Regions from separate parts of the Mus musculus genome. Here regions 2, 3, 4, 5 and 6 are each linked to region 1. A link is a contact called in public ChIA-PET, Hi-C, HiChIP or PLAC-seq and promoter capture Hi-C data. All regions are on one chromosome and are shown on one strand. Each heading gives the region's core, a stretch centred on a gene start, on an enhancer-like site or on the middle of the called end of the contact. The rest is flanking DNA. Distances are from core to core; before and after follow the strand shown. Region 1 holds the start of Rusc1 (RUN and SH3 domain containing 1). Region 2 holds the start of Adar (adenosine deaminase, RNA-specific). Region 3 overlaps She (src homology 2 domain-containing transforming protein E). Region 4 holds the start of Pmf1 (polyamine-modulated factor 1). Region 5 holds the start of Atp8b2 (ATPase, class I, type 8B, member 2). Region 6 holds the start of Ssr2 (signal sequence receptor, beta).

Evidence for each region. Promoter capture Hi-C pulls out the DNA fragments that hold promoters and counts their contacts. Hi-C and Micro-C count contacts between places; a contact is called where the count stands out from the background. ChIA-PET counts read pairs in DNA pulled down with a chosen protein or histone mark. HiChIP or PLAC-seq counts read pairs in DNA pulled down with a chosen protein or histone mark.
Region 2: a contact with region 1 is called in a promoter capture Hi-C map of neutrophils, with 3 times the contacts expected there. The contact joins the promoter of Adar here to the promoter of Rusc1 in region 1. A contact is called at or near these places in 2 of 39 promoter capture datasets (neutrophils and pre-B cells), 2 of 115 datasets of contacts at active chromatin or transcription factors (memory CD8 T cells and pancreatic cancer cells) and 1 of 9 other capture datasets (pancreatic islet).
Region 3: a Hi-C map of cortical neurons shows a contact between it and region 1. The contact joins the enhancer-like site here to the promoter of Rusc1 in region 1. A contact is called at or near these places in 2 of 39 promoter capture datasets (embryonic stem cells and hippocampal neurons), 2 of 484 Hi-C or Micro-C datasets (both in cortical neurons), 5 of 115 datasets of contacts at active chromatin or transcription factors (embryonic forebrain, embryonic hindbrain, forebrain and 2 more) and 2 of 9 other capture datasets (adipose tissue and liver).
Region 4: a promoter capture Hi-C map of pre-B cells shows a contact between it and region 1, with 2.2 times the contacts expected there. The contact joins the promoter of Pmf1 here to the promoter of Rusc1 in region 1. A contact is called at or near these places in 3 of 39 promoter capture datasets (liver and pre-B cells) and 2 of 9 other capture datasets (liver and pancreatic islet).
Region 5: a contact with region 1 is called in an RNA polymerase II ChIA-PET map of memory CD8 T cells, with 13 read pairs. The contact joins the promoter of Atp8b2 here to the promoter of Rusc1 in region 1. A contact is called at or near these places in 3 of 39 promoter capture datasets (cranial neural crest, hippocampal neurons and pre-B cells), 1 of 484 Hi-C or Micro-C datasets (cortical neurons), 3 of 115 datasets of contacts at active chromatin or transcription factors (astrocytes, embryonic forebrain and memory CD8 T cells) and 1 of 9 other capture datasets (liver).
Region 6: an H3K4me3 HiChIP or PLAC-seq map of pro-B cells shows a contact between it and region 1, with 4 times the contacts expected there. The contact joins the promoter of Ssr2 here to the promoter of Rusc1 in region 1. A contact is called at or near these places in 4 of 39 promoter capture datasets (hippocampal neurons, liver, maxillary cranial neural crest and 1 more), 1 of 484 Hi-C or Micro-C datasets (embryonic stem cells), 3 of 115 datasets of contacts at active chromatin or transcription factors (astrocytes, microglia and pro-B cells) and 3 of 9 other capture datasets (liver, macrophages and pancreatic islet).

The regions. Positions count from the first base shown.
Region 1 is chr3:89,091,820-89,095,819 of GRCm38.p6, reverse strand. Rusc1 (RUN and SH3 domain containing 1) reads left to right here and starts at 2,457. Exons shown (of 11, transcript NM_028188.2): 1 at 2,457-2,553; 2 at 3,259-4,000. The coding sequence starts at 3,347. It overlaps Fdps (farnesyl diphosphate synthetase), which reads left to right. Exons shown (of 10, transcript NM_134469.4): 4 at 141-221; 5 at 344-466; 6 at 718-806; 7 at 888-960; 8 at 1,291-1,368; 9 at 1,455-1,589; 10 at 1,977-2,232. The coding sequence ends at 2,177.
Region 2 is chr3:89,728,888-89,732,550 of GRCm38.p6, reverse strand. Adar (adenosine deaminase, RNA-specific) reads right to left here and starts at 1,833. Exons shown (of 15, transcript NM_001146296.1): 1 at 1,713-1,833. The coding sequence starts at 1,740.
Region 3 is chr3:89,857,615-89,861,091 of GRCm38.p6, reverse strand. It overlaps She (src homology 2 domain-containing transforming protein E), which reads right to left. Exons shown (of 6, transcript NM_172530.3): 6 at 2,246-3,477. Among named protein-coding and RNA genes, the nearest start is that of Gm46811, 13 kb to the left of the region's middle. Within about 2 kb of position 1,966, at least 45 of the 459 cell types and tissues checked have an H3K27ac peak or open chromatin away from gene starts, as enhancers often do. A contact at or near this core is called in cortical neurons and hippocampal neurons, where this site is marked.
Region 4 is chr3:88,408,869-88,412,433 of GRCm38.p6, reverse strand. Pmf1 (polyamine-modulated factor 1) reads left to right here and starts at 2,037. Exons shown (of 5, transcript NM_025928.4): 1 at 2,037-2,278. The coding sequence starts at 2,127. It overlaps Slc25a44 (solute carrier family 25, member 44), which reads left to right. Exons shown (of 4, transcript NM_178696.5): 4 at 1-1,940.
Region 5 is chr3:89,961,565-89,965,629 of GRCm38.p6, reverse strand. It overlaps Atp8b2 (ATPase, class I, type 8B, member 2), which reads left to right and starts at 2,292. Exons shown (of 28, transcript NM_001081182.3): 1 at 2,292-2,473. It also overlaps the pseudogene Aqp10-ps.
Region 6 is chr3:88,577,975-88,581,749 of GRCm38.p6, reverse strand. Ssr2 (signal sequence receptor, beta) reads right to left here and starts at 2,142. Exons shown (of 6, transcript NM_001356317.1): 1 at 2,064-2,142; 2 at 1,716-1,870; 3 at 678-776. The coding sequence starts at 1,870.

The DNA.
Region 1 (4,000 bases), core at 1,208-3,707:
AAAGGATGCCTACGTGGTATCGAGAGGAGGTCTCCACAGCCAACCCTTCTACCCAGTGTACAGCAGTGTTCAGAGCAGCAGCTGTCTCTGAGAGAGAGCTCCTCCTAGAGCCCTTCAGTCTTACCCTGTTCCTCTCCTAGCTCCAGGCTTTCTTCCTTGTGTCAGATGACATCATGGACTCTTCCCTCACTCGCCGGGGACAGATCTGCTGGTATCAGAAGGTAAGGCACGCAGGAAAGTAGCAATGGGTGTGGTAGACAGGCCATAGGAGAGGTGGTTGGGGTGTCTGCTGTGATGGTTTGAATCTGGCCAGCAGTAACTTGTTTCACACTGTTCCTAACAGCCAGGCATAGGCTTGGATGCCATCAACGACGCTCTGCTTCTGGAAGCCTCCATCTATCGTTTGCTGAAGTTCTACTGCAGGGAGCAGCCCTACTACCTGAACCTGCTGGAGCTCTTTCTGCAGGTGCATTGCAGTGGGGCTGGGGACCCACACCTGTCTCCTGTAGCTCTAGCCTCTGTGGCACGTGCTCTGCTGTGCTAGACTGGGAAGTGTGCAATGGCAAGTGAAGAAGGCTGTCATGTGATTGTGAGCATGCACGGAGCTGCTCTCTTCCCTCCTGCCTGCCTGCCTAGTTGTCAGCTGCTTGGGATGCAAGCATTTCCTGGTCCCGGAGAAAGCCTGGCTCAGAGCCCGTGTGTTATTTTCTTCCCTAGAGTTCCTATCAGACAGAGATCGGGCAGACTCTAGACCTCATGACAGCACCCCAGGGCCATGTGGATCTTGGTAGATACACTGAAAAGAGGTGAGGCCACTAGCAATCATGTGTAGACAGAGACTAAAGATGGGCTGTGTCCCCATGAATGCATCTTCTCCCCTGACTCAGGTACAAATCGATTGTCAAGTACAAGACGGCTTTCTACTCTTTCTACCTGCCTATTGCGGCCGCCATGTACATGGTGAGTTGGTGGCACTTCCACTGTTTTCTTTCGGGGACGCTGGGACAGGAGGGCATTTACTGTGTGACGGTGTGACCTCGGGCAAGCCCTCTGTCCCTCTGATACTGGAAAGTGGGCAGAGTTGAGGCCTGTGGATGGTACATCTGGCGGGGGGCGGAGGGGGGGCGGCAGAGCGAAATTGAGGCTGAGGCAGGAGACTAGGTGTGGAGGTGGTTTATGGGTCAGGTCTTCGTTTCATTTTGTAAGAAGTTGAAGTTGAAAGTGGAACCGTAATGGCTGCAGCTCCCAGGGGAAGATGTGTGGTCATGCTGCCTACCCTGTCTCCTACAGGCAGGCATTGATGGGGAGAAGGAACACGCCAATGCCCTGAAGATCCTGATGGAGATGGGCGAGTTCTTCCAGGTCCAGGTAGGCAGGTCCTGCAGCCCAGAGTGCATATTTTCTCTTTCCCGGCCTGGGGACCTCCTCATCTCTCCTTTATGCCTGCTGCCTAGGACGACTACCTTGATCTCTTTGGAGACCCCAGTGTGACGGGAAAGGTCGGCACTGACATCCAGGACAACAAATGCAGCTGGCTGGTGGTTCAGTGTCTGCTACGAGCCTCTCCTCAACAGCGCCAGATCTTAGAGGTGCTCGAGTGGGGCCTGGGAGTGGCATGTCCCTTTGCTAAGGGGATGGAGGAGGGGTGGTTAGGAAAGCAGGGTGATTTTGCTGTCCAGGAGACATTGGGCAACTAAGTGCAGTTTGATGTTTGTGCTGAAGGTGGCTAGCAGGCAGAACCGGGAAGGTTTTGGATAGTGCCAGACAACGCATGCTGCCCAATAACTCAGCCGTGTCAAGGCTGGGAAACCCTAGAGGAAGTAGAATCCAGAGCCAATACCTGAACTTTGGGCTCGGGAGGCAATGCTTGGTATCTTGGATCCCCAGAGAGGAGAGTTTTGCCAGTGTCTGGAGTGAATGAATGAGTTGTGAGGGCCTTTGGACCCAGCCAAGTAAAGCTGTTTTCGTGCTTCCAGGAGAATTATGGGCAGAAGGACCCAGAAAAAGTGGCTCGGGTGAAAGCACTGTATGAGGCGCTGGATCTGCAGTCTGCTTTCTTCAAGTATGAGGAAGACAGTTACAACCGCCTCAAGAGTCTCATAGAGCAGTGCTCTGCGCCCCTGCCCCCATCCATCTTCATGGAACTTGCAAACAAGATCTACAAACGGAGAAAGTGACCCCGGAATTGGAGAGGCTGGGAGGGAGGGGGTCTCAATAAATTATTGTTCAACATCCTGTGGTTTTATTCTTGTGGCAGTCAGGAGTTCAGCTTTATCCAGAATGCAGGGGTGGGAGAGGGCAGCTTGGAATCCAGGTTGGCAAAAGCATTCCTTGAGACCCAAAGCGTCTGCTTTGTAGATGGGTGACATAGGCACAACGTCAAGTGTTGCGTGGGGGTTGAGGGGCGGTCCTGAGCTATGCCACGCCCATGCGTGAAGGGGTGCGGCTGCGCAGCCACAGTGGGTTTTGCCGGTGCCCCTCCCCTCCGCTCTGTTCCCTGCTGGGCGGGGACGCAGACGAGCCCAAGGCCGGAGCGATTCCAGGAGGACTGCGGTGAGGAGGGCTCGGTCTGAGGGTGCGGATGGATGGATGGATAGATGCATGGATGGATGGATGGATTGATAGCACAGGAGAGGAGCAGTTAAAAGAATAAAGAAACGGGCGATGGCTGGGTGATGGGAGACGACACAGAGTGAATGGACAAATCTTGGCGTTGCGGTGGGTGAGGACACAGGAGGAAGGCTAGAGCTGAACAGGGACTGGGACAGATGCAGAGCTGACAGCAGAATGCTTCCCCTTGCTCCAGCCCAGACCCCTCTCCTGCGTTAACAAACCAAACCCTTCGTCTTGTTCCCCACCATCCACCTCACTAGAGCATCCGGGCGGGGTCCCCTTCCTCCCAGGGTTAGGCTGGAGGACAGAGCTTGATTAGGAAGAATCGGTGTATTCTGGGCCCTATTCTTTTTCAAGCATCGCACCCCCATATTCTGGGCCCCACTCTTTTTTCAAGCTTCGCAGCCCCACAAAGATCAGAGTACAACTGCATTCTCTGATGACCCTCCTTTCTCCGTTCCCTGGAGGTTATGTTCAGCTCCACCTGCAAATACTGCAGTGGGAACTAATGGCCTGTCCGTGGTGATTTGAATCTCATTTAAATATCTCCCAAAGCAGCCAGATCCTTCCCAGGCCTGTTCTAGTCCTCAGTCACCTCCAGTGCCCTTACCCGTGATCTAGGTTTCAACCACCCCTGTTTTCTAGGTCTGCATCTACACTGTCAGGTAGGTGGATGTGAGACGCTGGATCCTCTTGGTTCTCTGAAAGCCATACGTCGTCCTCCCTCGGCACCATGCTGTCCCCTCAGCGGGCTTTACTCTGCAACCTCAATCACATCCATCTCCAGCATGTCTCCCTAGGCCTGCACTTGTCCCGCCGTCCTGAACTACGAGAGGGGCCTCTGAGCACACCCCCGCCCCCGGGAGACACCGGGGGCAAGGAAAGCAGGGGGCCCTGCAGCGGGACCCTTGTGGATGCCAACTCCAACAGTCCAGCTGTGCCCTGTAGATGCTGCCAGGAGCACGGGTCCAGCATAGAAAATCAGCAGGACCCTTCCCAGGAGGAAGAGGCTGTTTCCCCTTCAGATCCAGGATGCTCTTCCTCTCTCAGCTCCTGCTCAGACCTTAGCCCTGATGAGTCTCCAGTGTCAGTCTACTCGCGAGACCTGCCTGGTAATGAGGATGCAAACCCTCAGCCTAGCACCTTGGAGCTGGGCTCTCCTCTGGCTCCAGCGGGCCCTAGCACCTGCTCTCCAGACAGTTTCTGTTGCTCTCCTGATTCTTGCTCTGGAATATCTTCTCCACCTGGACCTGACCTGGACTCGAACTGCAACGCCCTGACCACCTGCCAGGACCTACCTTCCCCAGGCTTGGAGGAAGAGGAAGACAGTGGGGAACAGGATCTTGCTACCTCTGAGCTCTCAGAGACCGAAGATGGGAGAATCGAC
Region 2 (3,663 bases), core at 584-3,083, 640 kb before region 1:
ATGTAAGTTAAGCTTTCTTCTGTTGAAAAGAAAAAACCTGGTTTGGGGGGGGGGGGAAGAGAAGGGAGAGAGAGAGAGAGAGAGAGAGAGAGAGAGAGAGTGAGTTCATATATGCACAAACACTAGAATAGGCACAGAAGAAATGAAACTAAGGAATTTACTCAGTTATTTCGGGGAGGTAGGACCAGAGAAGGAAACAGAACATGTAGTGCTATCTCTGACGTGGCTCACAGCCTTCCTGACTCGCCTGAAGGCTACAGGAGCTGGGCCACAGCCTTCTGTCGTGACTGGCAATCTTACCATCCTAACATATAATATCAAACATGGCTCTTCAAACACCATTCTAATCCTGCCTTCCATCTCTAGGACCAACAGATAAGTCCTTTGTCTTTACCATCTATGATCCATAGGTGCATACTGTAGTATATGTAAAAAGTGCTTTCCTTCAAGTCAGATGCCTGCAATATTTTGAGGGAAGGTAGACACACACACACACACACACACACACACACACACACCATTAAGAGCTGGGGAGATGACTCAGTGAGTAAAGCGTTTGCCACACAATCTTAAGGACCTGAATCTGAATCTCCAGAACCCAAGAAAAACAAAACAAAACACAGTGTGGTATAAAAATCAGTAATTGTGAGACACTTGAGGGTATAGGGGACCAAGAAGAAAAATTCCTGGAAGCCTGAGGGCCCAGTTCCGAGGCTGTCCTTTGTCGTAGAAAGAAGTACAAGTGTGCCTGTACATCTGCAACATTAAAAGTTGGTTGTTGGAGTAGGGTTTTTTTGGTTTGTGTTTTTGAGGCCATCTACACAGCTTTGGCTGGCCTGGGACTCAGAAATACCTGCCTCTGCCTCATGAGTACCATCATACCCCCCAAATTACAACACACACACACACACACACACACACACACAGTAGTAGAGCATTTGCTTATCAAGTGTGAGGCTATTGGTACATCCCATATAGCTTTTTAAAATTTTGAAGGATAAACCTGGGTGGGACATGCCTGCAATTCCAGCTCTAGGGAGAAAAGACTGGTGGCTTGCTCAAGGGCAATCAAGGCAACACAAGACAAGTAGAAACTGCCTCAAAAGCAAACAAACCAGCATGGTCAAACCAAGGCAAGGAACAGTCCTAATCCCACCACAGGGTCAGTTTCCATCCCCGCTGCTTTCCAGAATGACAGATCCAGTGCTGTGCACAGCATGAATCCTCGGAATCTGGGTTTTTCTGTTCAGAACGTTGCAGCTGGGGCTCATGTACGACATCACAAGTTCATTTTAGTGCTAAGTAGAATTCCACGAAGCTTACCCAGTGCGCTACAGAAAGACACCCTTCTTGGCCATAAAGCAAAAGACTTCCCCCTGCTGGTTAGTTGAGATAATTTAAATTTCTCAGGAAGTTGAAAAAGCAAAGAGGATCATGAGAAAAGTTGCTCATGTTGGGCTATAGCGGCTCAGCAAGGCATCAGGGGTCTTAGCAGAAAGAGAAGGGGTGTCTGCCCCGGCCTGGGTCCTTGTCTGGCTTAGACGCTGGTCTATCTTCTGACCAGCCTCCTTCCTGAGACTGCTCAAAGCTACAAGAACTAACTGAACAGAAATCCCCAGAAGGGCTGGCAGTTCGGCTTGAGAAGGAGAACGTGACCCTCGTAATTCACACTACGCGAGCCAGATATGAGGGTGCAGACCCCGCGGGCTTACCTGTGGGTCCCCTGAACCCTTGAGACATAGTGCCGGCAAGGCCCGCACCTGTGGCCGTAAGATGGCTGGCTCCCCAGAGTTCACTTTCGTTTCCTTGAAAAGGCTTCCCCGCCCAACTGTTGGGCCAAGAGGAGGGAGGGGTTTGCTCCCGGTAGCCGAGCAGCAGCATCCTGCCCACCATAAGGGCTGGGCCGCCGTAGTCCACGCCCACCGCCTTCCTCACCACTCCACCTCCACTAGCAGGGCACTATATACGTTCTCTGAGAGCTTGGGAGCTATTTACTTCACTGACAAGCTTATTTTTGTTCACGGTATTTTGGAAAGCTTCACTCAACAGCGCCCTCTCCGCCCTGTGAGGAAGTTCCTTTTCCGTGTTTAATCCCTACTGCTTGCGAGATTTACAAGTCTGTCCACTCCTAGAGTGACCATTGGCCAATGCCCTGTCCCCACTAGCCTGTCCTTCATTCCCCCTGTTGGCTGCTCCAAACTTCCTATCTTTTTGTAGATAAAATTCTTTACCTTCACGTATTCTGTTCTTTAGCCTAGAATGTTCCTCCCCCTTTCCTTGTTTTGTTTTTGAGACTTCAGAGGAATTCCACTTCCATATCCCTGGGTACCTGATGCGTTTGTACCAGTGTCAGCACCCAGCACATGGTGCAAGTAGGCCAGCATATGGCAGTCTGGGCATCTAGTGTATGCTACAACGTCAGCACCCAGCAGCACACACAGTGTAAGTAGAAGCCCCAGCATGTAGCAGTCTGGGCAAGATGGATGGCTCAAAAGTCACTCCCAATCATGTCCTCCCTGTTTGGTATAGCTGCCTGCCTTCAGTGCTCCCGGGGGCACTCCAGTGGGCAGGGCTGTTCTCGCCTATATCCCCTGCACAGTGAGTCCCAGACAGTCATAGGTGAGTGGATAATAGTGCACTCTAAGTAAAACAATTTGCGGAACAGAAACTTGGGGGGGGGGGGATAAAAAATGGCAATCAACACAGGAAAAGAGCTCAATCTTGTGCCATCAGGGAAACTCAGGAAAGGTCACAGTGAGTAGGTGTTCTTGTCCACTCACCAGTGTGGCACCATTAACTAGCACATAGGAGGACCAAGAAGGAGCAACCCCAGTCACTGCAGGAAGTCATTACTTAGAAACACACCCCATGGTTTAACCATTATATGCATTTAGCAGGATAAGCTACACAACACTGAAAGCAATCAAACTAAAATAAGCAGATGTTCCCACCTTAGGATATTACACAGCAATTGAAGTAAAAACCACAGCCAAATGCAGCAGATGGGAAACAATGTAACAATACTGAAAGAAGACCTCCTGTCCCAAACCAAGCAAAACCAAGGTCAATCATGTATTGCACAAGACAGGTTCAAGTCCAAGGCATTCTAAATGGAAGGAATGTTCTGGGGGCTAATGATCCACTGAGGACCCGCAGACAGTCTCATTCCTAAACTTTGTCTCGCTCCCTTGATAACTGTCCTAACTCTCCCAGCCTCACTAGGTGGCACCTCCACTGCAACCTGGGGCTGTTTACCTTTTCCAGGTTTTCCCCTCAACTGGAGGGCCTTGGGAACAAACAGGTGACAGTCCTGTCACAAGCAGCTTACTTCCCTAGGAGCTTGGGAGCCTCCTGCCAGGTTCCAATTCAGAGGGCTACTCCTTAGTCACCACCCAAATAACTAACTCAGTTGTGTCTAAAATAAGGTATCACAACCTCCCCCTTGGCGCTTGCAGGCCAGGAAGATTTATTTATTTTATGTATAGGAATACACTGTAGCTATCTTCAGACACCCCAGAAGAGGGCACCAGATTCCATTACAGATGTTGTGAGCCACCATGTAGTTGGTGGGAATTGAACTCAAGATCTCTGAAAGAGCAGTCAGTGCTCTTAACCACTGAGCCATCTCTCCAGCCCCGAAACATTCATTTTCTAAACTCACAG
Region 3 (3,477 bases), core at 717-3,216, 770 kb before region 1:
CAGTGCCTAGTTTCACATTGATGGGTAAAAGTAGGGGCTGCTTCTTCTCTTTCTAAACCGGCCATTCTTTCTCTGGATCTGGCTGCCGCAGGGGCATGCTCTCTAGCCTTTGGTCCAGGTTTCCTGGAGAGCTCAGACCTCCAGGGCTCTGGGGGAGAACTCTGCTCAGCACTGCAAACCTATACGTCCTGTTGGCCTGATATATTTCCATTGTTGGAGAGTAGAGTGGTGTGGGCTAGAGAGATGGCTCAGCTGCTAAAGGCTAGGCTCACAACCAAAATATAAGGGAGTAGAGGTGTGTTTTCAAAACTCAGTATTTATTCTGATTTTAGTGTATGAGTGCTTGCTTGAATGTATGACCACAGAGCCCATAGAGGTGTGGCTCCTGTGGAACTGCTGTGAGCCACATACGTGCTGGGAAGGGAAGTCTGCCCAAGCAGCCGTGCTCTAAGCCTGAGCATCCCCTGGACCTCACCTTACTGACCCTGTTCTGCAGACATGAAGGGTTCTGCAGGTGGAGTAGATGACCTGGAAGGGAAAGTAGAGGTGTGGCTTGGCATGGTGGCACACACTGGCTATCCCAGGACTAGGATGGTAGAGGCAGGGGGACCTTAAGTTTGTAGAGGCTTGGACTACATTAAAAAACAAAAACCAAATAAACACCACCACCACCCTGTCTCAACACCAACACTGACAAGCAAACACCTGGATTTGAGGCAGACCTGGTCTGCCCGTTGCTTCCCATGTGACTAACCCAGGACACATTGATCAGCTGAGCATTGAGATCCTTATTTGAAAAAGGAGGCTCCTTACACCTTCGCCCCTTCACAGTGCAGGAATCCAACACTCAGGACCTGAACCTGGGCTCTTACAAATATGTTCAGTCTGAATTCTAAAAAAGCATTACTCTGACTCCCCAGATGGGGCAGAAGGAGCATTGCTGCATGTAAACATCCTCTTTCCTTACACACGAATTCAGAAAACTGATAGGTACTTACAGCACCTGGTGGCAAATCGTAGCTATGCTCAGTAAGACCAGATGCTAGATGGCTCAGTGGTGAAGAGGACCAACTCCACTCCCAGTACCACATCTGGGGATCCAGAACCCTCTCCTTCATCTGCAGACACTGCACACATCCACACAAATAAAAATAACCAGGGCTGGAGAGAGGCTCACCAGTTAAGGGCACATACACGTCCATGTGCTAACTACTGCTTGTAGCCCTTGCTCCAAGGGACTGGATGCCTCTGGTCTCTGCAGAAAGGTGCACATACCAACCACCCCTCTTCACATCACTAAAAATTGGAAAAAAAGCCGGGAGTGCTGGAGGCACTTTAACCCCAACTGTGGAGAGGCAGAGACGGGGGTAACTCTGAGTTCATGGCCAGCCTGGTCTAAAAGCAAGTTCCAGGACAACAGTTATATAAGTAAAATTCATACACATACATACATTCACACACACAGAAACATACATACACAATCATACATACATATACTCACAGACACATACATATACACACAGGCACACACACATAAACATATATTCACACACTCACCCACATATATACACATTAATACACATATATACAAACTCACATATATACATACACATACATACACTCACACATAGACACACATACACACATATACACACACACAGACACTCACACACACATACACACATACATACAAAAACACACACTCATACTCACAAACACACACACACAGACACATACAGACACATACACATACACACACACCTACACATATACACTAATACACACATACACACACACACATACACTCTCTCACACCCATTCACATGAATCTAATTGTGATGCTCAAAGGAGGAGAACAAAGGACATGCTGGGGAAGACTAAGCCACAGAGGAGAACCACACTGCTCTGTATTCTCCAGGGATACAGAGTGGCAGGGCTGTAGAGGGAGAAGTGAGGGGGAGGCTCAGCTGCTGGCTGTTCGTTGCGTTGGAACACTCTGGCATCAGCAGTTTCACAGAACACTCCAGTAGGTGTCTGCACAGGAAGTACTTTTCATGAAGGGAGGCGATTGTCAGGATGAATGGGACCAATTCACTGAGCGGGGTACAGCTCAGTGGCAAAACCCTGGCACATGCAACCCAGCTCCACAACACAACAAAACCAGCAGACAGACCCACGACCGACGGACAGACTGATGGACCGACCAACCAACCAACCAAAACAGCAACTAACTGAACAAAGCAAATGACTGTTTTCCTGGCAAAGCATTTATTGAAAGTAACACTTCAGGGTAAACCATCTTCCGGAAGGCACACAGCTACGCTGACCGGTGAAGAGAGCCAACAATTTATAAGATTCCATTATAATAACAATTGCCAAGGCACCTGCATTACAACCTTTTAAATATTTTAAAAAGTTAAAATGACGTATCAGTTGATATTTTAAATGTAAAATCCTCCTGACAGCATTTGGAACAGCTAAGAGCTTAACAGAATGATTCCTGCCTCAATGATCTGTTGACAGAGCAGTCTTCAAAAATAGAATTAAAATTGTGAACAACATGACCCAGCCTAGGTCCAGGGGAAGACTAGGAGTCAAAACACCCTTTCTACAGTAAAGGGCACATTTCAAGATGGCAACTGCTGTGTCATCGTTTATTTTGATTTATGGACTGTATCAAAAATCCTTGAGACAAACTACCCTAAATGCACCCTTGTTTCTCAACTGCAGTTTTTTTCTTGTCCCAGTAGATGGCAGTAGAACACCATCTTTCATTGCATAGGGTCCATGAAGCCGGGAAGCTAAATTACAGGGAAGGCTCTTACAGGTCAAGTTTCTTCAAGGCCAAGTTAGTGGGATGTAGGTGGCAAAGAGAAGACAAAAGATTGATCCCAAGGGAGTTTACGGTTAAATGGGTGCTGGCTACAGAAGACAGAAAGACGACCAATGGCTGTCTGGTCCCAGGAAGGGAGCAATGAAATCCTAAGTTTCAGAAGCATGTACAGGGGGCATGAATCTAGATGCACTGGCTTCTTGACTGAGGCCAGGAAAAATAAGTCATTAGCTCCTAACGAAAATGTTAACAGACTCATCTAGTAAGCAAAGAATGACTTACAGTTGTTCTTGAATTAAACATTAAGACCTATCCAACAGGGGCAACACTGGTAAATAATCTAAACACCAAACAAGGACTATTAAGGTAGGACCTGTGTTGAGAAGAGCCAGCTTTCCCTACTGGTTCTCTGCCCAGCTCCCCTTCCTGTGGCAGAGACCAGTGACTGAACTCCAGCACCACAGACGCAGACTCTAAACGGCCAACAATACAGGCTGTTCTTACAGATGCCTATTAAAGCATTCTCAGTAACCGGAAGGGACACCTGTTTCTTTACCACCACTTGCTTTTGTGCATACTCACTAGACTTCCTCCATTGTTTCTATTCCTTCATTCAGGTTTTTAAAAAGTTTATGTGCATGAAT
Region 4 (3,565 bases), core at 788-3,287, 680 kb after region 1:
GCACCCCTCTCTGACCTTCCCTCAGGCCTGGAGAAGAGCTGCTCCTCGTTTGCTTGTCCCCTGCTTCTTCTCGAGCCTCAGGCCAAGGCTCTGAGTAGCTGCCTGGGGTCTATTTATTTTTTTATGCCTGCTTATTTTAAATTTGGGACCTGAGTTGTTCACTGCTTTGTCCTGCCTTTGGGGGGACAAATCGGAGCAGCACACACTCTGCAGGGCGTTCATCTTCTAGGGGAGTTACTAGGAGGGAGGAATGCTAAGGCTTCCTATGTGTAGCTGAACATCTGTGAATGAGCCAACTCACCCTCATAGCTCAGTCTGCTGTCAGACCCCACTCCTTGGAGAAGTGGAAAACTGTGACACAGATCCCAATTCTTTATCCCCCTTCCCTGTCCCTCAGGCCCGGGAACCGCATGAGCTGCTGGCCTTCATTGGCCCAGGTGACTACAGTAGAGGGGCATAGTTATAAGTGGGTCAGACTTACTAGAGAACACTGTCCTTGGAACTTTGCCCTGAAGCCAGGTTGGGAAAGAGCCACTGGCTTGGATGTGTGTTCCTCACTCTTATCTCCTCAGGCCAGCTGAGCCAAGCCCTGGAGGTACAACGGAGGTTCTGAGCCCGAGGCAGCAGTGCCACAGGCACACCTGCCACCCAGATGAATAGCAACAGGTGTCTCACAGTGGGACTCTGGAATATGAACTATCCTTTTTTTTCTTGTCCTTGGTTGTGAAGTATCATCCCAGTCATGGTACCCTGTGCTGGCAACAGAAAAAAAAAAAAAATACAGTCAGGAAGGCACCCAAGGCCAGGTCCACCTGGTTACCAGCCTCTTACTGCCAAAACCATTGATGCTTTCCTCAGGAGCGTCCCTCTTCCCTGCCTCTACTGAGCCTGTGTTGGTGGCAGAGAGGCACATCCAGGAATGGGAGGGAAGAAAGCAGGCAGATCTTGCTCTTCAGCCTGGGAGATGCTTGGGAAATGCCATGGTGCCAAATTGGAAGGTGCTAACTGAAGCCTTCATGTTTCTCACGGCTGCTCCACATTCTTCCATCCTGACTTGACCCAGTCTCCACACACACACCTCCTACTACTCGCTGTAGTCTGTATTTGTTTCCTTCTGAGCCCTCTACTAATGTCTCAGCATTTTGGTTTGTTTTTTGAGACAGGGTCTCATATATCCCAGGCTGGGTTTGAATTCATTATGTAGCAGAGGGTAGCCTAGAACTCTTCATCTTCCTCCACCTCCTAAGTTCCAGGTTTACAGGACGCCGCCAGGCCCCACTTCCTGCACTTTATTGAGAGAGCCCTTCAATCTTGCCCATAGTCATCTGAAGGGTGAAGCCCACAGATCATTTTAAATCCTTTCGCTCCTCACCTCTACCTTAAGACCTATCAATACAGTGGAGCAAGGGCCCCTCTCAGGCTTTCACTATCAAGACCTTTGTGATTGGACAGCTCTGCTCTTTGGTCTTTCCTAACGGGGCAGAGTGTGGACATAGGTTCCTCCCACCTTTCATACCTTAGGTTACTCCTTCCCGACTTTTCTTGTCCGGTGTTTAAGCCTCTCCCTTTCTTGTCCTATCTCCCTTTCCTTCTTTCCCCTTGTGTTTGAAAGGACCTTGGATATAAAGGTAAAAGGCACCCCCGTGTCGGAACTCCTACTCTCCCAAGGTCAGGGTCTGGGATTGGCCTTGGTGAAGATGAGCCAGTGGGCGGCCATTTTTCCAAAACTGGAGACCAAAACAGCTAGAAATGTTGACCCATTGGTCAACACACAAATTAGAAACTCGGCAAGACAGGAGGGCTGGATAGAGGCACATGGGAAAGAATGCACATTCAGCATTAGCTAGAAATGGACTCGAGGAGATTAGCTGCGAATATTCACTGTTGCACTGTATGAGATCTTTGAAATGTAATTAAAAGTTTTTATTGAGCCCCTAAACTCTGGCTTTTGGGTTTTGTTTTCTGCCCTTCCCCCCCTCCCTCCCCCCGGAGCTGAGAACTAATTCCTCGTCCTCGGCCACTGCCCCGCCCCATCCGGCTCCGTGACGGGCATTCCGCGGCCTCCAATCGGAGGTCCTGTTGGGAGGAGCTGCAGGGCCAGTTTATTTTGGCGGTTCAATTTCAACATGGCTGAGGTGAGCCGAGATAGCGAGGCTGCGGAAAGGGGGCCTGAGGGCTCCTCTCCGGAAGCTGTGCCAGGGGACGCGACCATCCCCAGGGTGAAACTCCTGGACGCCATAGTAGACACTTTCCTCCAGAAGCTAGTCGCCGACAGGAGGTAGGTGGCGACCAATGGGGAGAGGTGGCGGGAGGTCTGTCGCAGGATCGTAAGTCCCGCGAGATACGCTTGGCGCAGTCACGTGGGCGACCCGCCGCGGTGGAGCAGGGCTGCTCCCCTGAAACCTCTCGCCGCGGTTTGCGGAGGAGTAGAGGGAAGGTCGGATTGCAGTTGCTGTCTTCTCCACCGTCCCGCAAGGCAGCAGCCTGGGGCCCGCGGCAGCCTTAGGGCAGCCGACGTCCTTCCCCAGAGGTCATCTGCTTACGTAGACCTAACGCGCCAGGGCGCCAGATGAGCGCAGAGCTCTGCTGGCTGGAGCGCGCGGGAGGTGGCAAGCACTGAGCTTGCAGTCTTTTTTTTTTTTTTTTTTTGAGAAAGGATTTCTCTGTAGCCCTGGCTGTCCTGGAACTCACTCTGTAGACCAAGCTGGTCTCGAACTCAGAAATGAGTGGCTGTCCTTACAGGCTGGTGTGCCAGGCCTCATAACCAGGAATGTCCTGGGCTCAGTGGTAAGAGCACTCGTTGATCTTGCAGATCTTGCAGCGCACCTACATGGTGGTTCACACCCACTTGTAACTCCACTTCCAGGGGATCTGACACTATTCTGGTGGGCATTAAGCATGTACATGGTGCAAATACATACGTGCAGGCAAAATACCTAGACATAAACATGACCGAATCAAATTAACATTTTAAAAAAAGGAATGTTAGCCGGGCAGTGGTGGCGCAAGCCTTTAACCCCAGCACTTGGGAGGGAGAGGCAGGCGGATTTCTGAATTTGAGGCCAGCCTGGTCTACAGAGTGAGTTCCAGGACAGCCAGGGCTACAGAGAAACCTTGTCTCAAAAAAAAAAGACTATAGGCTCAGTGCTCGCCACCTCCCATGCCTTCCCGCTCCAGCCAGCAGAGCTCTAGTGACTTCCACAGTGACTAGAGGAAGACTGGACATGCTGGCTTCAGGTGGACCTCAAATTCTTGCCCTGCTGTCCTTTTCGTTGGCCTGGCTAAGGCCCAACTGCCAGAAGTGCCAATCTTAGGTTTCACAATATAAAGATGCAGTCGCACATGGCCCTGCTATCTGCACTCCCCTGCCTTGTCTCTCCAAAAGCGAAATCTTTTTTTTTTTGGTCCTGGCAGTCTCCTGGACCTTCTGAAACAGTCTTTCTCTTTAGCTGCAGCAAGCAAGGGATTCCTTTTCTGTGTCTTGTGACATTTGAACCTGCCAGAAGAGACTGGGTTGGTGGTATTAGTGGAGCCCAGGGTAAAGGCCAGTTAGTACTATTCAGAG
Region 5 (4,065 bases), core at 1,043-3,542, 870 kb before region 1:
CCTGCAGGTCTGGAGCCGGTGGTGGTGGGACTGCTGATCCTCACCATTGGACTATCCATGGGTGCAAACTGTGGCTTTCCACTCAACCCTGCCCGGGACCTGGGCCCAAGGATCTTCACTACTTTGCTGGCTGGGGCCCTGGCGTCTTCAGGTAGGAGACAGCTTCCCTTGGTACAGTCCTCCATTTACCCCTATTAATAGCTTTGTCCATGGTTCTCCAGATTCCTCCCCCCCCCTTTTTTTTTTGAGACAGGGTTTCACTATGTACCAGGCTGGCAGAGATCCCTCCATGTGCTGGGATTGAAGGCATGTGCTACCATGTCCAACCTGAGTTCTATCCACTTACATACTGCCCTTGTATTCTTAGAACAGTGTTCCTTCTTCAGCTGGCAAGTTCTCCCTTCCTTCATAGCTCTCCTGCATCCCCCCTCCCCCTTTTCATGCATATAGTAGGTTCAGAGGTGTCCTTGGGCATGCCATACTACTACTTTGGGCTTTAGTGACTCCATCCGTAAAAAAGTCTATTCAGTTTATTCTGCAAGACTAGAGGTTGGACTAAGTTCTGCTGGGGGTTGCTTCCTAAGTGCTTCCCATTCATGAATGTGAACCCATGCTCACTGTTGGATGTCATGACAGGAATAGTGTGAGGGCCTGCCTTACTAGTCCTGGCTTATGGGAAGAGGTGTGTCTAAGAGCCACCTCTGACCCCTCCCTTTGTCTTTCCATTACAGCGCTGGTAATGGCTGGTGGTGGGTGCCTCCAGTGGCTCCTATGGTGGGGGCCACCCTGGGCACAGCCGAATACCAGCTCCTGGTGGCTCTGCACCATCCTGAGGATTTAGAACCATTTCCAAAGGTGATGGCATCTCAACTCAAGGCTTCAGACTTGGTTACTCTAGCTCAGCTGGAGTGTAAGCTGTGACAAGGACCAATCTTATCCCACTCTGCAAGAGCACCATGAGCTGGCCAGCACGCAAGACAGATATTCTTTGTATTACTATGCCAGACTAGGACACTTCTGTTTACCACTCCTGAAGGACTCCAGACTGGTCTTCTACCCTGGGAGCTTCCAGGCACGCAGTTCCTTAAAGGAGCCGCCAGAGGGTGTGCACGCTGGCTTTGGGAAGGTTTCTAGAATCGGGTGGGTGGAGGGATCCTAGGATCCTTTGAGGGGTAGGGCCTGGGAGCTTCTCGAGAGAAGCTTGGTTTCCTCTACTCTCCCTTCTTCACTTTTTCGTCTTAAGACGAGGTCTCCCTATGGAGTACTGAAATCTTCTATGCAGACCATAACGGCTTTGACTTCAGCGTGTTACTCAACACACCTAACAAGAGTGAATCTTTTTTTTTTTTAATGGTTTTTCGAGACAGGGTTTCTCTGTATAGCTCTGGCTGTCCTGGAACTTTTTGTAGACCAGGCTGGCCTCCAATTCAGAAATCCGCCTGCCTCTGCCTCGGAGTGCTGGGATCGAAGGCGCACGCTGGGACCAAAGGCATGCGCCACCACGCCCGGTTTAAGAGTGAATCTTTTTAACAAACAAAACCCAGTTTAAGTTTGACTCGGAAGTGATGGAGCACGCCTAGGGTCTCTGAGAATTTCAGGCCTTTCAGAGCTACATAGTGAGACATCCCCTCCCACTGACTCAAAACAACAACAACAACACAACAAAACCACTCGTACTTTGTGGCATTAGGGATTTGATTTAGGGCCTAGGCAAGGGCTCTGCCTCGGAGCTATCTTCCTGTCTTCTGGCTGCCAGCTCGGGAAATCTCTACGTTTCCTACCTTTGGCCTGACAGGAGCGCCAACGACCTCAGATAGTTCTTCGAGGTGTGTGTGTCCGCGCGCGTAATATACCACCCAAGGGAATGTGGTAAGGGGCAAAGTCAACTACTTATCGTCAGGAGAACCAAGTGGAGAAACTGAGGCACAACTCCCAGTCAATGCATAGCTGTGCCTTTTCAGGAAGTGAAAGGCCTTGAGATGAGCCAGGGCGAGGAGGGAAGCACAGCAGAGACTTGGGCTAGAGAGAAGTGTGCTACGGGGCTTCTTCATCACTACTCCCGCATCAGGCTCCTCCCCGAAGATGGTTTCTGGCAGAGAAAGCAGCATTCGCTCGGTTTCTGGCTTCCAAAATAAAGCAGCAGCATCCCAGCGTCCTCCAGCCTCGCCGATTGTGTGCGTGTCCCGGCTGGAGCTTGGGACCCCCCCCTTCCCTACGCACCAAGATGGCGCACGCCGCGCCCCTCACCTCCCCAAAGCCCCTCCCGCCCCCCGCCCGTGGCCGCAGCCGTCACTTCCGCCCCGCGGCCGAAACTGACACAAAGTAGCGGGCCGGGGCCCCGGGGGGGTCAGGAGAGCCGGGCTGCTGTGGGGGGGCGGGAGCCTGCGGGCAGCGGAGCCGAGCGCCCCCGCCCCAGCCCCCGGCATGGGCCGGACGGGGCCGCCGGGCCGAGCGCCGCGCGCGGAGCGCTAAGGTAAGGCGCTGCCACCGTGGGGCCGGGGGTGTGGACCGGGAGGGTCGGCTCTGGGAGGCGCGGGCAGCGGTGCCACGGGGAGCGGCTGTGGGAGGCTGGAGAGAAGGGCTACCAGGATGGAGAGAACCGGTAGCTGTGCGCAAGCTGGGAAAATGGGGCCCCGAAGGGGCGTGCGGAGCTGGGGTGTGAGGAGTAACCTGGTGCCAGCCTTTAGGTGCCTAGAGAGGGAGTTTGGGGCTGATAGGATTTGTCCCGGGAAGGTGGAGGTCTCTCTGTGCCCCAGGAAAACCAAGGGTGCCAGGGATGTTAGCTTTGGGAGCTCAGAGCTGTGTGGTGGGTCCTGGATACTGTCCTTGGAGAGGGAAGGAAGGTGGCCTCCGGTATTATTGTTTTCTCCTGTCTCGTCTATCTGCTAGCTTCCCCTGAAAAGGCTCTTGGTTGGAAAGGAGCGGAGGCCAGACCCAGAGGAGGAGTCTTTTTTCCTTCGTGGAGCGCTGCCTCTTTCCCATGGCTGGCTATTTTTATCCCAGATGTGGCTGCAGAGGGGGCTGGGGTAGGGTGACGGGGCAAGGCGACGTGGCTGGTGGGCCTAGTCGGTTTAGAAAACCAGGATATCCTGAGAGGGGGACCTTGTTACTGCACCCCTCTCGAGGATTGGGGCCAAAGTTGTTCTCAGTCTCCCCAGGGTCCTAGAGGTAAAAGTACTTTCCTGATCTGTATCCAGACTTGACGCTTGATGGTCAGCTTGCTCCACTGTTAACTCTTTCCAAGAAGGAAGACCCAGATGTTAGGGCTAACGATGCTTGATAGCCTCCCACTCGAGTGGGGCTGGGTAGGAGCCAGCAATGCCCACCCTGCATCCTCTCCTTTAGCGTCTGGTTCCACACTCCACCCTCCCCGTGACTCATGCTCTAGATTGGGTGGAGACCCTGGCTGGGGCCCTGGAAGAGGGTTTGGCATCGCCAAATTGTTCATGAGGTTTTTCTTCCAGAGCCAAGGGGGCAGCCACTGTTGCTTGCCACAGTTGTGGAGAGTCAGGAGTGAAAAGGACTTAGTGCCCCTCAGGACTGTCTGCTCTGAGGTCAAGGAGGGAGTGCACATTAGTGAAGGGAGAGCGGGAGAGGATGGCTGGGCTAGGACCACAGTCAGTAATTACAGAGATTGGGCAGACAGGCAATTAGTATCTCTTGGGACTGACAGGCTAGAGGCAAGGGAACTAAGGAGGGGCAAGGCTTTCCATCTGAAGGAAGAGGAGTTTCCTGTGGCCTGGACTTACACCTTTTTAGGAGAAAGTACATGAGAGGGTGGGAGGAAGCAGAGGCTCTCTTGAGCCTGTTCTTAGTGTCATTCTGACTGGAGTAGACTCGGGGTGAGAGAGAATGGTGACCCCTTAGCAGGACTGGGAAGACCTCTCTGATGGCCCCAGAGGGTGGCTGGACAAGATTGAGAGGAAATGGTTTGAGGACTGTCTGCAGGAAGTGGTGGCCATGTGTCTGATGAGAACCCTCCTGGGGAGGAGGTGATAATGGAAGCCCCAGTAATGAAAGTAGGGGTGGGGACATTAGGAGCTTTCTAGAAGGGTGGAACATGGC
Region 6 (3,775 bases), core at 893-3,392, 510 kb after region 1:
ACAGCTTCAGTGTACTTACATATAATAATAAATAAATCTTTAAAAAAAAAAAAATAACTGTCACAGTGCAGTGGTGGCGCACACCTTTGATCCCAGTACTTGGGAGGCACATGCAGGTGGATCTCTGTGAGTTTTGAGGACAGCCTGGTCTACACAGCAAGTTTCAGGACAGCCTGGATTATGCAGGAAAATCCTGCCTTGAAAAACCAAAACAACAACAATAATAGTAATAATAATAAAAATAAAATAAGAATAAATAATAATAACTTTCAAGTCAGAAAGCAGACACTAAGAGAAGATGCTAACGTGTTACCCGGGGTCTCCATGGTGACACCCCACTGAATCTGCTTTGAGAGCACCTGAGGTATAGAGCACTTCTTACCCAATGTGTGTGAATACCCAGGTCTGTCTCCAGCAGTGCAAAGAAAAAAAGCACATTCAATATCCATTCATAGCCACAGATACCTTTATATGCCTGCATCTCCCTAATGGAGCTTGGGAGATACAGACAGCCTTACAGCCTGAAGGAAGAAGGCACACTCACTCAGCTGATACTTCATCCTCCCCAGATATATGACAAGAAACAGACCACACATCCAGTCTGTTTGCAGCCCCCTTGATGTTTTCCAGGCAATGTTCCTCCCCCAGCCCTCACCACCCATTAAAAAAAAGGATACGGGGCAATCCGGTCCCATTTGACATTGAGCATACCGGAGACAATGCCGAAGTCTTCTGGAGGGAAGGAATCGTCAGATAATTCCACATCTAATGCAGCGCTGGAAAGCAGAGGAAATAAAGAGTGAGGGACAGGGCTGGCGAGATGGCTCAGCAGTTAAGAGCTCCGACTGCTCTGCCGAAGGTCCTGAGTTCAAATCCCAGCAACCACATGGTAGCTCACAACCATCTGTAATGAAATCTGATGCCCTCTTCTGGAGTGTCTGAAGACAGCTATAGTGTACTTACATATAGTAAATAAGAGTGAGGGACATAAAACTAAGGGAACTGACTGGAAAATCCACCTGCTGGTCAAAAGAAACCCCCATAGTAAGTTGGGCCTGTTTTGAAGAATCCAGATCAAGGCCTGGATTCTGTTGCTCAGAAGTGAATTGCCAAAGGTAATCTTGCTCTAATTCTAGACAGGGGAAGTAAGATATAAATGGAAAAATATATAAAAGGAAAGAACAACAAAAAAGTGCTCATAGGAGCCAGCAGTGGTGGCCCATGCCTTTAATCCCAGCACTCGGGAAGCAGTGTGAGAGACAGACAGATGTCTGTGAGTTTGAGGCCAGCCTGGTCTAAGAGTGGACTCTTCGACAGCCAGTTAAGAAACTCGGCCTTGAAAAACAACAAACAACAAAAAAAGTGATTGTAAGTGAAAGAAGAAAGCTGGGAGTCCGCACCCGAGGTAAGAGGACAGATGTACACTCTGTGTCTGCATTTCCTTTTTCACAAGCTGAATTTATCCCTGCCTTTGAAAGCCTTCTGAGACCCCAAAGTGGTTTCTTGTAATTCACCTAAGGATGTCTTCACCTTCAAAAAGCACCCGACAAAGGTAAGCCCTCTAGTATATTCATTCATTCATTCATTCACTCACTCACACACTGCACTCGATACTGGAGGACTCCAAAAGAGAATTCACTCCCCAACAAAACGTTCTCTATGCCCACGTGGAAACTCGGAATTCAGAAGGAAGCTGGCGAACTCTAGGCCGTTACCTGGAGCCGACGTTGTAGATGTTATACTGCAGGGTCAGGTCCCTCCCTTCCACAGCGTATCTGTTGAGCAATGATTTGGAGGCCAAAAGCCTGGCTCCTTCTTCTGCTTGACTGACGGCTAACAGAGCCAACACCACAACCGCCAGCAGCCTCATCTTTGGAAAAAAGCAAAGTGAGCAATCGACCCAAGCATGGGAAACACTGCCAGCCAGGCAGCCTGTGCGGCGCCACACTCCAGCCCCGCCGCCAGGTCCGCAGCCGCGAGCCCAAGCCACAGCAGTGTGTACCGCGCTGCCGGCCAGGCGGGGTCAGCGGGGACCCCAGCGCTCTTGCGTCTCCCAGACTCACCGTGAGCACCCCAAACGCCTCCCTGGGCCACAGACAACCGGAAAACAACGTCAGCCTCCGAAAGACCGGAAACGGATCTGACCGGAAACCCTGATGTCCCTTCCTGTGCCTTATGGATGTTGTAGTTCTGAAACAAGCCCCACCTTCCCCTTTATGGCGGCTGATACCCCAAAGGAGTTGAGTTACCTAGAGTCCTTGACTCTTTCCTGTGTGTCCTCCAATTTCTTCTCATTAATGCTTACCCCATGGAAAACCCCTCTGTTTAAACTAAAACGAAATAAGCTGCATAGGCACAATTTCAAAGTTCAAAGAGTCGCCGACTTTGTTTTAAGGCTGAAGTAGCTGATATAGCCTTTCCTTGAATTCTTAGATTTCCAAGCTGCTAGTCACTGCCTTATGTAATTAGCACTTTATAGAGACTTCAGACAACTAGTAAACAGGGCCAGAGAGACCCCTCGGCAGGTAAAGGCACTTGCCACCATGCCTGCCCACCTGAGTTTGAATCCTTGGACCCATTTAATAGGGCACCGACAAGTTCTCCTCTGAACTCTACATGTGCACACACACATGTGCATAAACACATGAACATGTAAACATGCTTATAGCACATGTGCAGGAGAGTTCTTCCACATCCCTTCTGTAGCACTCTTACATCCAGGATGGGTTTACTCTGCACCTGCTCTGTGCTCTGGCACTACTATAGATGCTGGTGGGGTGATGAGAGAACCTTCTCCCACTGCGCCTGGCTCTCCTGGGACAGACACCCTATGCTTCTTTTTTTTCTTCTTTTTTTGAGACTGGCCTAGAACTCACAAGAGATCCCTTGGCTTCTATTGTCTAAGTGAAACTAGGATTAAAGGCATGTGTCACCATGCCTGTTGTGTTTATAAAAAGATAAGGAGAGGAAATGTGTTTGGTGGATGTGTGGTAAGGTGTGGGGTTAGGGAATGCCACCGCGGGCTCATGCTGAGGCATCCCTTCCCCCCACCCCCAGGGACTAGCCACAGGACAGTATAGTATAGAATAGTTTATTCAGGGCATGGGAAGAGGAGCTGAGAGTTAGGAGAGAGAGAGAGAGAGGGAGAAGTAGAGGCTGGCCATCAGCTCATGGAAAGAAAGAGTGGAGAGAGAGAGAGAGAAAGAGAGAGACAGAGACAGAGAGAGAGAGAAAGAGAGAGAGAGAGGAGGGGCAAGCAGCCCCTTTTATAGTGAGTCAGGCACACCTGGCTGTTGCCAGGTAACTGTGGGGTGGAGCTTAAACAAAATGCTAACAATGCCTAACCCTTTGATTGACCTACCCCCCATTTTTTGTGGGGAGGGGGTTCTTTATATACCTGAACTCTATGTAGATCAGGCTGGTCTTGAACTCTGAGATCCACTTGCTTCTGCCTTCTGGTGCTGGGATTAAAGGTGTGCGCCATGGCTGCCTGGCTTGATTGACTTCTTACAACTATTTACTTTTTTTTTAGAATACTTTATTATTATGTGTTTGAGTGTTTTGCCTGCATGTACATATGTGCACCATGTGTATGCCCAGTGCTCGAGGAGGTCAGAAAAGACAGCTATCACCTGAGCTAGGAAAAAATCCAATTGCACTTCCTGCTTCCACGTGTTCGCTCTTTTGAGCTCGGTCTCTTGGTCAAGAATACAGGGTGAAGCCCTGTCTCTCAAAAAAACAAAAACCAAACTGTGATGGTTTGTATATCCTTGGA